2 separate regions of the Mus musculus genome follow, and region 2 is linked to region 1. Evidence: chromatin contacts called from public Hi-C data. All regions are on one chromosome and are shown on one strand. Each heading gives the region's core, a stretch centred on a gene start, on an enhancer-like site or on the middle of the called end of the contact. The rest is flanking DNA. Distances are from core to core; before and after follow the strand shown. Region 1 has its middle 9.6 kb from the start of Gm46545. Region 2 has its middle 36 kb from the start of Tprg.

What was found. Hi-C and Micro-C count contacts between places; a contact is called where the count stands out from the background.
Region 2: a Hi-C map of myocytes shows a contact between it and region 1, with 2.6 times the contacts expected there. The contact joins two enhancer-like sites. A contact is called at or near these places in 2 of 484 Hi-C or Micro-C datasets (bone marrow-derived macrophages and myocytes) and 1 of 115 datasets of contacts at active chromatin or transcription factors (large pre-B cells).

What each region holds. Positions count from the first base shown.
Region 1 is chr16:24,070,488-24,075,692 of GRCm38.p6, forward strand. No RefSeq gene overlaps it. Among named protein-coding and RNA genes, the nearest start is that of Gm46545, 9.6 kb to the right of the region's middle. Within about 2 kb of position 3,269, at least 13 of the 459 cell types and tissues checked have an H3K27ac peak or open chromatin away from gene starts, as enhancers often do. A contact at or near this core is called in myocytes, where this site is marked.
Region 2 is chr16:25,248,491-25,253,382 of GRCm38.p6, forward strand. No RefSeq gene overlaps it. Among named protein-coding and RNA genes, the nearest start is that of Tprg, 36 kb to the right of the region's middle. Within about 2 kb of position 2,056, at least 52 of the 459 cell types and tissues checked have an H3K27ac peak or open chromatin away from gene starts, as enhancers often do. A contact at or near this core is called in myocytes, where this site is marked.

The DNA.
Region 1 (5,205 bases), core at 2,019-4,518:
TTTTGTTTTGTTTTGTTTTGTTTTGTTTTGTTTTGTTTTGTTATCTTGCGTACCTAGAGTTTCCACTTATGTACAGGTTGCTGAATGAACCCAGAATCAGGGCAGTGAGCCTAAGCCATCTAATCCTCTGATTTGCTTTTGCTTTGGCTGAGGGTCATAGATTGAATTGTGTCCCCTTAAAATTACTATGTTGATGCCCAAACAACTTGTAACTTTGAATGTGTTCTTTATTGGCGAGAAGGTCTGTTCAGAGTACCTAAGCTAAGGAGTTTAATTCAGAGTTGGCTCTAATCCAGAGTGTCTGGTAACCTTATTAAAGAGAACATCTGCACACAGACAAGGACATGTGCACAGGGAGAATGGCATGCACATATGCAGATGTCACCTGTAAGTCAAGGAGATGGCCTGGAACAGCTCTTTCCTCCTCAGTCCACATACGGAACCAACTATGCCCACACCCACACTTTGGGCATCTGGAGTCAAGCCTGGAAGACAATATGTTCTGTTGTTTAGATGGCCCAGCCTGCTCTGTGTTGTGGCATCTCCAGCAAAGAAACACAGTGACTTTTTACCTTGCCCCTCATCTGTCCTAATTTACTCCCACTCAGCTGCTCCATGTAATATGCCTGTTATCTGGCTTTTTAGGCACCGAGACTGTAATCTCTACAAGAGACACCCAAGCAGCATTTGGGGCCATTCCTTGTAATTACTTCCTAAGAGCCTCTAAAATTTTAGAAGCAAAGGTTGTATTCCATGAGAATCTCAACTCCAAAGCCTTGTGGGGCAGACTATCACATACCCTGGGTCTGTGTGGTTTGTTGATATATATTAAGTTCTTGATGCACACAGTGAGAAACTTTCATTCAGAGTGCCTGTAGTCTGTCCCCGTTGCAGATCATAATTTCCTAGAATGAGTTCGCTGGAAGTGGGGATGGGCAGGGAGGCATGGACTGACCTGCAGAAGGGGTAGAAATAAGCTTGACACACCACCGTTCCTGGAACCCATCATTCTACAGGGAAGACATTCTCCCCTGGTGGCCTTATGTTCAACTAGCTGAGTTTAACATCAGGACCCAGGGGCCTTTTGATTTACCCAGTGAGCTGTAATAAGCTGCAAGGCCTCAGGTACCATCGTGTATAGAACAAAACATTTGAACAAATTAGAAGCCTGCAGCGCTGGAAGCCTGGCCTTCATGGGACTAGAAAAGGCACACAAAGTACTGGGACTGGGAAGAAGTCTCTCTCTAAACATGTGATTACACAGCTCCTTTCAGCCGAGGTGCTTTGGGTTCCTCCATGATTCTAGAATTCTAGAATCCTCAGTCTCGAACCTAAATCAGAAGTCCAGGGGTCAGGGAAGGAGACCAGGTGGGTGGCCGAACCCAGAGAACAATCCAGTGGAGGAACACAGGTTCTCTTCAGCTATGTCCTGGATCGTGTCACTCCTTTGCTCCCGCCTCCCCTGATGCCCCATTTCTCCTGTAGTGACATCCCAAGTCTCTGAAAACACTCACAATCCACAGACTTGCTTCTATGTTGCCTCTTTGGGCTTCATGCCCACTCCTTTCCCAGGCCCCTCTACCCCAGCACGATCAGACACTGCTATAGTGACACAGCTTCCTTCTCTCTAGAATGCATTTTGAGGCTTTCTTCTGGGCAGGCACTTCTATGGTTATATGATTGGTAAGCCCCTGCTCTCCACAAAAAGCTGGAATCTCACCTCCGCTGTAGCTCTACATCAGCCTGTGCATTGGTCCCTGGCCACCCCAAACCAGGGCTTTCTGCTGCCGGGACTTTAGCCCTCTTAGCACAGTAGATCTTTGCCCTGCTTAGGATATAGAATAACATTGGTCTCCCTGCTAGGAGGCAGGTCCTTCAGAGGCCTGTAGACCTCTGAAGTGTGCCTGCTCAGCCAAAGCTCCCTGAATAGAAGAGAAAGCAATGAAAGAGAATGTAAGAATTACCATTTTTGAAGTATTTTAAGCTTCATAGAGCAGTAGCAAAGACAATACAGGTTTCAAATAAATTCCTTGCAAATGCTCAATTGTATCACCATATTTCCCCGGAGATTAGCCATATCAACATTAACGTTACTAGTTTCAACTCCAATGGCATCTGCAGAACCCCTTGGGTTGCAAATGCCCTCTCCTCCCCAGCCCTCTCTTCCCCACTCTCTGCTCTCTCCTCTTTTCTTTTCTCAACTCTCCTCTCCACACATCAACTCACTCATACCACCTATAGTGCAAGGCTAGGGAGGAGAAAAGAGAGTATATCCACGAACAGATTAAAGAGGCTCTTCAAGGCTTCATGGTTTGAAAGAGAAGGATCAAATCGTAAGTGAGCCGGGGTTTCCTAACTCATGGCTTGTCCCTGTTTCTTTGGGCAATGCTGCCATTTTTCCAATCAGGTTCCATTGCCTCTGCTCTGGCTGCATGGGCTAGCATGGTTTTTTCCTTTCCTTTCCTTTCCTTTCCTTTCCTTTCCTTTCCTTTCCTTTCCTTTCCTTTCCTTCCCTTGCCTTCCCTTCCCTTCCCTTCCCTTCCCTTCCTTCCTTCCTTCCCTTCCCTTCCCTTCCCTTCCCTTCCCTTCCCTTCCCTTCCCTTCCCTTTCTTTCTTTTTTTGTATTTCTGACAAGGTGAAGATGGCAGCTGCCTCTTCAGCTTGTATGCTGGGCTGGCCCTGAGCAGCTGTAACTCACACTACCAAGTGCTGAGACACCAACATTCCTGCCCCTACACGGCATATCCTCCCCTCACTCAATCATTCTGCACCCGAAGTGCCAGAGGGAGGAGGTGCTGCCAGCCGTGGCTTACCACAGGGTCCTCAGGCGCCCTGCAGCCTGGTGACTGGGATGCCATCTGGCACCCGCCACAGCTGCAGGGCCTCCAGCCTGGCCTAGAAATCCAGAGTGGGCTCTTGGCATTGGCGCAAGAAAGCCCTCTAGCCTCTGGTCAGTATGTCCATCCTTTCCTAGATGGAACAAGCCACTGATTGTCTCCAGGCCTCAGCCTCCTCAGCTGTCAGGACAGGAGAAGAAGTGAATTTGGGAGTACTTGATCTTTCATTTTTCTCAGCCCTGGATCCCCTTATATTCAGGAAGGAGTCTTAGGTCCTGTTCCCAAGTAGAAACAGTACTCAGTATGGAGAAATGGAGACTCATGAGCAGTGAAAAAGTAGCGTCAGAGGGAGAGATCTGATATGGATGCTATGGTGAGGATCAGATGACTTCAGCATAGGTCAAGCATGCAGTCAGTGGTCAAATATTTGCAACAGCAGTAGTGAGAATGACATCTATCCCGAGTCTCATCTGCTCCCGTCATCCATCCGAAGCCAGGCCCTTGCTTTCCGCTGCCATGTGTTCTCTGTGCCAAGGGTGCACACACGCCTCTGTCCCAGCTTCCTAAAACATAGCTGTGCTATGCATTCCTTTCCTGTTCAGAATCCTTCACTGATGCCCAAGCACCCCAGGAGTTAGGTGTCAATGCTTCACACTGTGCATCAAGAGTCACAACACATGGGTCCCCCCTCCTAACCTTCCCAGCCTTCTTGGTTCCCCACACCTGCCCAGTGCTTTGGTAAACCTGCCTTTCGTGACCAACAACAGGTGCTAGTTGTTGATGTCTGGCAAAGAGCAATAAGATCGTATGTTAGATGTGGCTCTGGAGTCAGAAAAAAATTAATGTTGGATGGCTGTGTGGCCCTCAGCAATCTCTGAGCCTTGGTGTCCCCACTTCTAAAGAAGGATTTGTAAATGGTACCTCAGGACTGTGAGGACAGAAGCCAGATGGAGAGCGTCTGATCTCCAGTGAGTACCACTACTCAGTACCCCTTGTTACTCGGTGCTCCCATACTCTGGCTGGGTCCTGCCTAATACTGACCCCTTCCTGACGGACTGAGATATGCTTCCCTAGTACGCCTTCTGCACACACCCTGCTTTTCCCTTTGTAGAAGTCAGGTCTGGTTCTTCTTCTCAGTCTCGTGCTGTCAGAAAGAAGACTCAGGCTCAACATATATTTACAAATGCCTTGGCCATACAGCTAGGCTCTTCTCTGACTCGATCATAACTTAGATTAAACCCATTTATCCTAATCTACATTCTGCCATGTGACTGGTTACCTGTGCTCAGGTACCACACATCGATCTCCTCACATTTTCCCTGGTGAATTTCCTGTGCCTGGCACTATCCCAAAATCCTTTCTGCTTTTTGGATGTCCCACCTCCAACTTTCTGACTCCGCTATAGGGCATCAGTTATACTATTGACAGGTGTCACATCCATACAGACACAAGATATTTTCTCTACACCCCTCATAGTCTAGTGACTTGATTCTTCTTTTCTTTTTCCTTTTTCTTTTTCTTTTTCCTCTTTTTTCTTTTTTCTTTTCTTTCCTTTCTTTTCCTTCCCTTTCCTTCCCTTTTCTTTCCATCCCTTCCCTTTTCTTTTCTTTCCCTTTTCTGTCAGAGTGAAGCCCCTGAATGTAAGAAGAAATCTTTCACCAACCAGCCAGCACTTCAAAGGTGTCAACCAGAGTACGTTGGACAATGAGCTAAAACAATGAAATTAGAGTGAAAGTATGGATCAGGGAGATCTATAGACGCACACTGAAATCCTAAGGGTAGGCTACCTCTTCCATGGTCAGTACAGGATGGCTGAGTGCCAGCTCTAAGTCATGCATGTCACCCTGTAGGAGTGGATAAAGCCATTAGCGAGCCTGGGTGGGGATAGCTTTCTTTGCTCGGGTTGTGTTGCAGTACAGGAGGGTTGAACCCAATGAGCAAGTAGGGGTGAGGGAGGAGAGGCAATGAGAAAGTGTGATTTTTATTTGTTTACCTCTCACCTGTCGGGGCACCTTGGGCCATGGATGAAATGAATTAGGCTTTAAAAAAACCAAACCAAACCAAAAAAATGAACCAGTCACTCTTCAACATGGTCCGCAGAGCAGCAGCAATGGAATTCCATACCAGAGCAACAGAAATATAGAAGTGGATTGACAGTCGGAATCAGCAACTTCAGAGGGGGCCCAAGCAATCACCTATTCTATCTGGTCCTCATGTTCTGAGGCACGGTCAAGTTTGAGAACCACAGGGCTATCTATACACAGGGACTTTTAAAGTCCTTTCCTTTTGTTTGTAGTTGCAATGGTCTATATTTCTTCTATTGATGTCTTAGTCCTTTTGCTGATGAAGGAGCAGATACTCACCCTCA
Region 2 (4,892 bases), core at 806-3,305, 1.2 Mb after region 1:
ATCATATGCCCCATGGTTCTCCGTGGTTCTGGTGGGATTTGAGGAGCGTGAATTACAAACTGGTATCCCGGAGCCATCCAGTCTAACGCAAGCTTTACTTTGCTCTGGGAGTAAACCTTAAGAAAAGGTCAGTTTTGCAGACGTCTTGAGGTTGTGTTCCAACGTCCTCGTTAAATAACCGAAGTCCAGACTGGCAGGCCCAGGGGAATATTTAATCAAGTAAAAAAAAAAAAGGCCAAGTCATTACTGGAACTCCGTCATCAGACCTGTAAACACAAGCATTTATTTGTGGGTGTCATGAGAAAGTGTGTTCACTTGTAATACTCTCTCCTGTACAGGTTCTACTTGTCAAATGTGTATGACTCTTCTGATAATTCAGAAGAGTGGAGAGAGCAAGACGAAAGGAAAGAGAGAAAATTACAACTGTAAACAGACTCTGGACAGCGAAGGATCAAAACAGCCTCTGGCTTGACTGGATGAGTCATAGCTATAGTCAGACCACAAATAGAAGCATAGCTTCTCTGTTGAAGGGCAGTCTTCCTGTCTGGAGAGGAAACCCAGCTCTGATTGGAGATAGTAGTTTTTGCAGACTTCAAAGCATCGCAAGCAACTGAACAGACAAGAGAAAGGGTTGGTAAACAGCGTTCCAGGTGCTACTCTGGAGAACCAGCCGCACAGCTCTGATTTGAAGCTATGTAGACATACTTTCATCGGAAGCCAAAAGCTGGTGGTTTGTTTGTATGCTTGGTTTGTTTTTTTCTTCTGCTTCTTTCTATAGTATTACTCCCTTCTAGCATCTGCATCTAATTTCATCTCAAGTAATGCAAGTTGTTCCTCCAGGCTCACACTCCAGGGCACAGAGAGAGATTGGCAAAGGGCCATCTAAGGAGGTAGGAGGAAGGCAAGGGCACGTGTTTTGAAACTACGAGGAAGGTGATGCTTTCAACAGGGCAAGTCTGAGACTGAGAGGGTGTGGCAGAACAGAGGAACATTCTAGTGGTTCCTACTAGGTAGACAAGCCAGTTTGGCCTCCTGAATTTAGACTTTAACACTGAGTCTGGGTATAGCTTAAAATTTAGTGTATATGTGAGGAAGAAGAACATGGAAAATTGGAATGAACGAATGGGACCCGGTGTCGGAGCCTGAGTGCCATTAAAGGTCTGGACTCTGTATGCTGTGGAAACAGGGAGGCAAGAAACAGAGACTACGGAAAGATGGGAACTCCAACCATGGGAGGTAGAATGAAGCAAGCTCAGGAAGGCCAACTACATCTGCTGTCACTTGGATGCTTGTCCAGCACAACGTAAGCCCCTGAACTTAGAAAGCACATAGGAGAGACGATGACATCGATAGATCTAATCGCTGGAGGATAGCAACATAAAATGTTTTTTACCAGTACATGTTTTGGTGTGTGTTAAGGTCATTGAGCTGAGTAGATGGGACCTGGAAAACTATATAGTCAGGTGATTGAAAATGACAAATGCATAATTTCCATTTGATAGACATAGGGGACAGGCAGTGAGGGAAAAGTTACCTGCACCATGTGTTTGACATTGGTGGTTTTGACTGACACAGGTTCACTACTTGCTCCACATTTCCTTTCCAACCTACGCTAGTAGCTTTTCTATCTGCTGTGATAAAATTCCCAGCTAAAGTGACCTACAGAGGAAGTATGAATTTAGACCTAAAGTTCCAGAGTACACAGGCCATGGTGGCAGGGTAGGTGCAGGAGGCGATGCGTCCTATTACATCTGTAATCAGGAAGCAGGCATAATGAAAGATGTTCAACCTCACTTTCTCATTTCATTCAAATCGAAACCCCAGCCCATAGAATCATACCTTCCACTTTCAGGGTGTCTTTTTCCACCTCAATGAACCAAATCTAGACTTATTTAAAGGATCGTTTCCATACCGACTCAAGTTCTGGTCGAATTGACATTTGGTGTTAGCTATCACACAGCTTTGATTTCACCCTGAGTCTTGGCCCTTGGGATCCCTGCAACACTGAACTTCTGTCAGGCAGCTGTGCCCTGGCTTCCTGTCTGAGGGTGGGTGAGTCACCTGTTCCCACTGGGTCCTGCATTCCTCATGTGTGAAATGAGGATGGGACAACAGTCTAGCTGTATGTCTGGAACAAGAAGCACCTGTTGCCAGCATTCTCTTTAATAAGCAAGCAAGCAAACAAACAAAGCCAGCCAATGAATCCTTCCTGTCATCATCCATGTCTTACAGATGGCCTAATAGATGATACATTAAATGATACATAATGCTCAAAAGGCCATAGGGTAACGTGTCCTGCTGACAGGCTCAGCCACCTCACTTTTAGCACCATTCCTTCTACTCCAAGCAGGTGATACTGATGTCTAGAAGTAAACAAAGAAATGTGCTCAGCTTCCCGAGATTTCTCTTTTTAATTATTTTTATTTATGTACCTATTGAGCTGTGTGGACTGCATGCACGCAAGTGCCTATTGAGGTCAGAAGTGAGCATCAGATCCCACAGAGCCAGATGCAGAGGCAGTTGTGAGCTGTCTAAAACGGTGGCCGGGAACTGAATTCAGGTCCTCTGGAAATGCAGTGAGTTTTCCTAAGCCCTGAGCAGTCCCTTCATTCCTGCTGTAATTTTTATTGAATACACCAAGCTTTCATTAGTTCTTCTTCATAAAGCCAGACCAACAGCAAGGGAATCATTTTAATGGGGTCACTGCAACATTTTAGAAGTTGGATTCATTCTGTTTAAAACCACTTCCTTTCATTGGGATGCACGCAGCTGCCACGCTTCCTTCTGTGGGCAGAACTTCATGGCCAGCTGCAGGAGGTTATGCACTTGGATGCAGTAAGCCGACGGACAAAGCAACTCCACATTCTTTTCGTAAAACTTTGCGTCTCTCTGGCCATTCGAGGACAAGAATCCGGGGCCAAAAGGGACCCTGAGCTCATGTATGCCATCACCCTGAACTCACGTAGTCCAACAGCTATGCAGAGGTTTTAACGGTTTTCTTGAATTAAGATATCACTTCAGGATCCTGGACTTGTAGTTGTCCGTTTCCTCGTGACCGCTCCAGCTGCTTGCTCTGTAATTAACTCACATTTAACACAGCTGAAGCAAAGTCCACGGTACCATCTCCAGGTTCCAATTTTTCCTTTTGAGACCCACTCACTCTAACAACCTTAAACCTGCTCTTTGACATCCATTTCTTGATTTTTTTTTTCAGTTAGTAAATTCTGATCATCATGTCCCCCCTCTAAGGCGTTTCTGTATCTGTCCTTCTCTGCGTACTTTCCCTTTCCACACTCAAGACTACGGCACCGTCCTGCTCTAGGTGGCGTCACAACTGCTCCCTCACAACCCTTGGTGATCACACCTGCACACCATGGTTCTAAACAGGATGCATTTTCCAATCTTACCAACCATAGAACTTCTTTTTTTCACTCCCAGGGCCCTTTCTGGGAAATACTTACTGGTCCAGCGTTTCCAGATGAATTGTTGTCCCCTCTCACTGTGACATCTGTCCACCCCCTTTTGTCACTAAACTTGTTATTTCCTCCGCTTAGAATGCCCTTCTTCCTGGCTCCTGCCATTGGGAAAGCCTACGCTGTTTCACGGCTCAGTTCAAATGTTCCTTATTCTCTGAAGCTGCCTTTGATCTCACGACCTGGCATGACCCCCACGGTTTTGGAGGACTATGTACGTGATTCTATTATAATATTTAACAACATATGCTATGTAAAATATATCACCTAATAGTGCTATACTGTAGATGTGAGTCTATTACATATTTAATAATTTATATATAAATTGCAGACAATATTTACTGTAATTTAAAAATTACATGCTGGTTGTGTGTATTTGAGTCTATCTGCCAACAATTCTAAGGTCTTCTAAGAAATGGGAGCTATGTATTTCTCTTCCTTGTGAACCCAGGGTGTGGCATGTTGATGGTCTCTTTCATATCCTTACAACATGGGATAATTTAGACTGAAGCCCGATGAACTCTCTACAATGAAGCAACCTATCGTTCTACACAGTGTGCCCAGCCCCCTTTAATCTTTGCTGCTACTGCCTTGGAAACATGGGAAAAGGGAAGCCAAAGAGAGATGACAACATATTTACAGATATAGTTCAGGAGTCTCCTGGGAGAGGGCTTTTGGGAAAGAGGAACTCCTAAGGAGAGGTTCCCTACTGATCAACGTCCTACATTACCAAGTAGCTGTCTGTGTGAGGCATTGCATTGAGTCCTGTTGGGACGGATGGGCCCTCTAGGAGTTTCTAGAAGACTATTAGACTTGCTCGAATCCTTTCCATTGAGTGTTTTGGGGATGGACAACAACAAATGCATTTAGGAAAGAGAACTTGTCAGAATGTGAAGGCAAAGAAGCAGCTAGATGAGGAAATGGCAGGAACCAGAGGGAGAAGCGCCACGGTGAAGCAGGACGTGGGTACACCTTCCCTTCTCCTTTCTTGTTGTCTGTTGGATTTTTTTCTTGCCAGAGGCCACTGTTCTCAGTCCTTCGGTGATTGGAAAGCTGTGTCAGGAAAGTGACTAGCTCTGAGTGTCATGCGTAGTGAGGTTTGCACATACCATACCACTTTTCCTTAAACCACCATCTTTGAGGTCAGGATTTGATTAGTACATTGTCAATTGGATGGGTCACTTTTGACAAATTCTGCCTCGAGTCATTTTGCAGACCTGGTGAAACTATAAATAAATAAATAGGGAACCTCTTAGGAAATCAATAGTCACTCTTTGGAGCAACATTCCTTTTCAAGTCTACATTCCAAAGGAGAGATTCCTTTGCAGGAAAAAAAAATCTTATTTGTTTTAACAAGCAAGTACAAGATTCCTCTCTTATGCTTTATGCCTTTCTACTAAGGAACATTCCAGGCCTTTC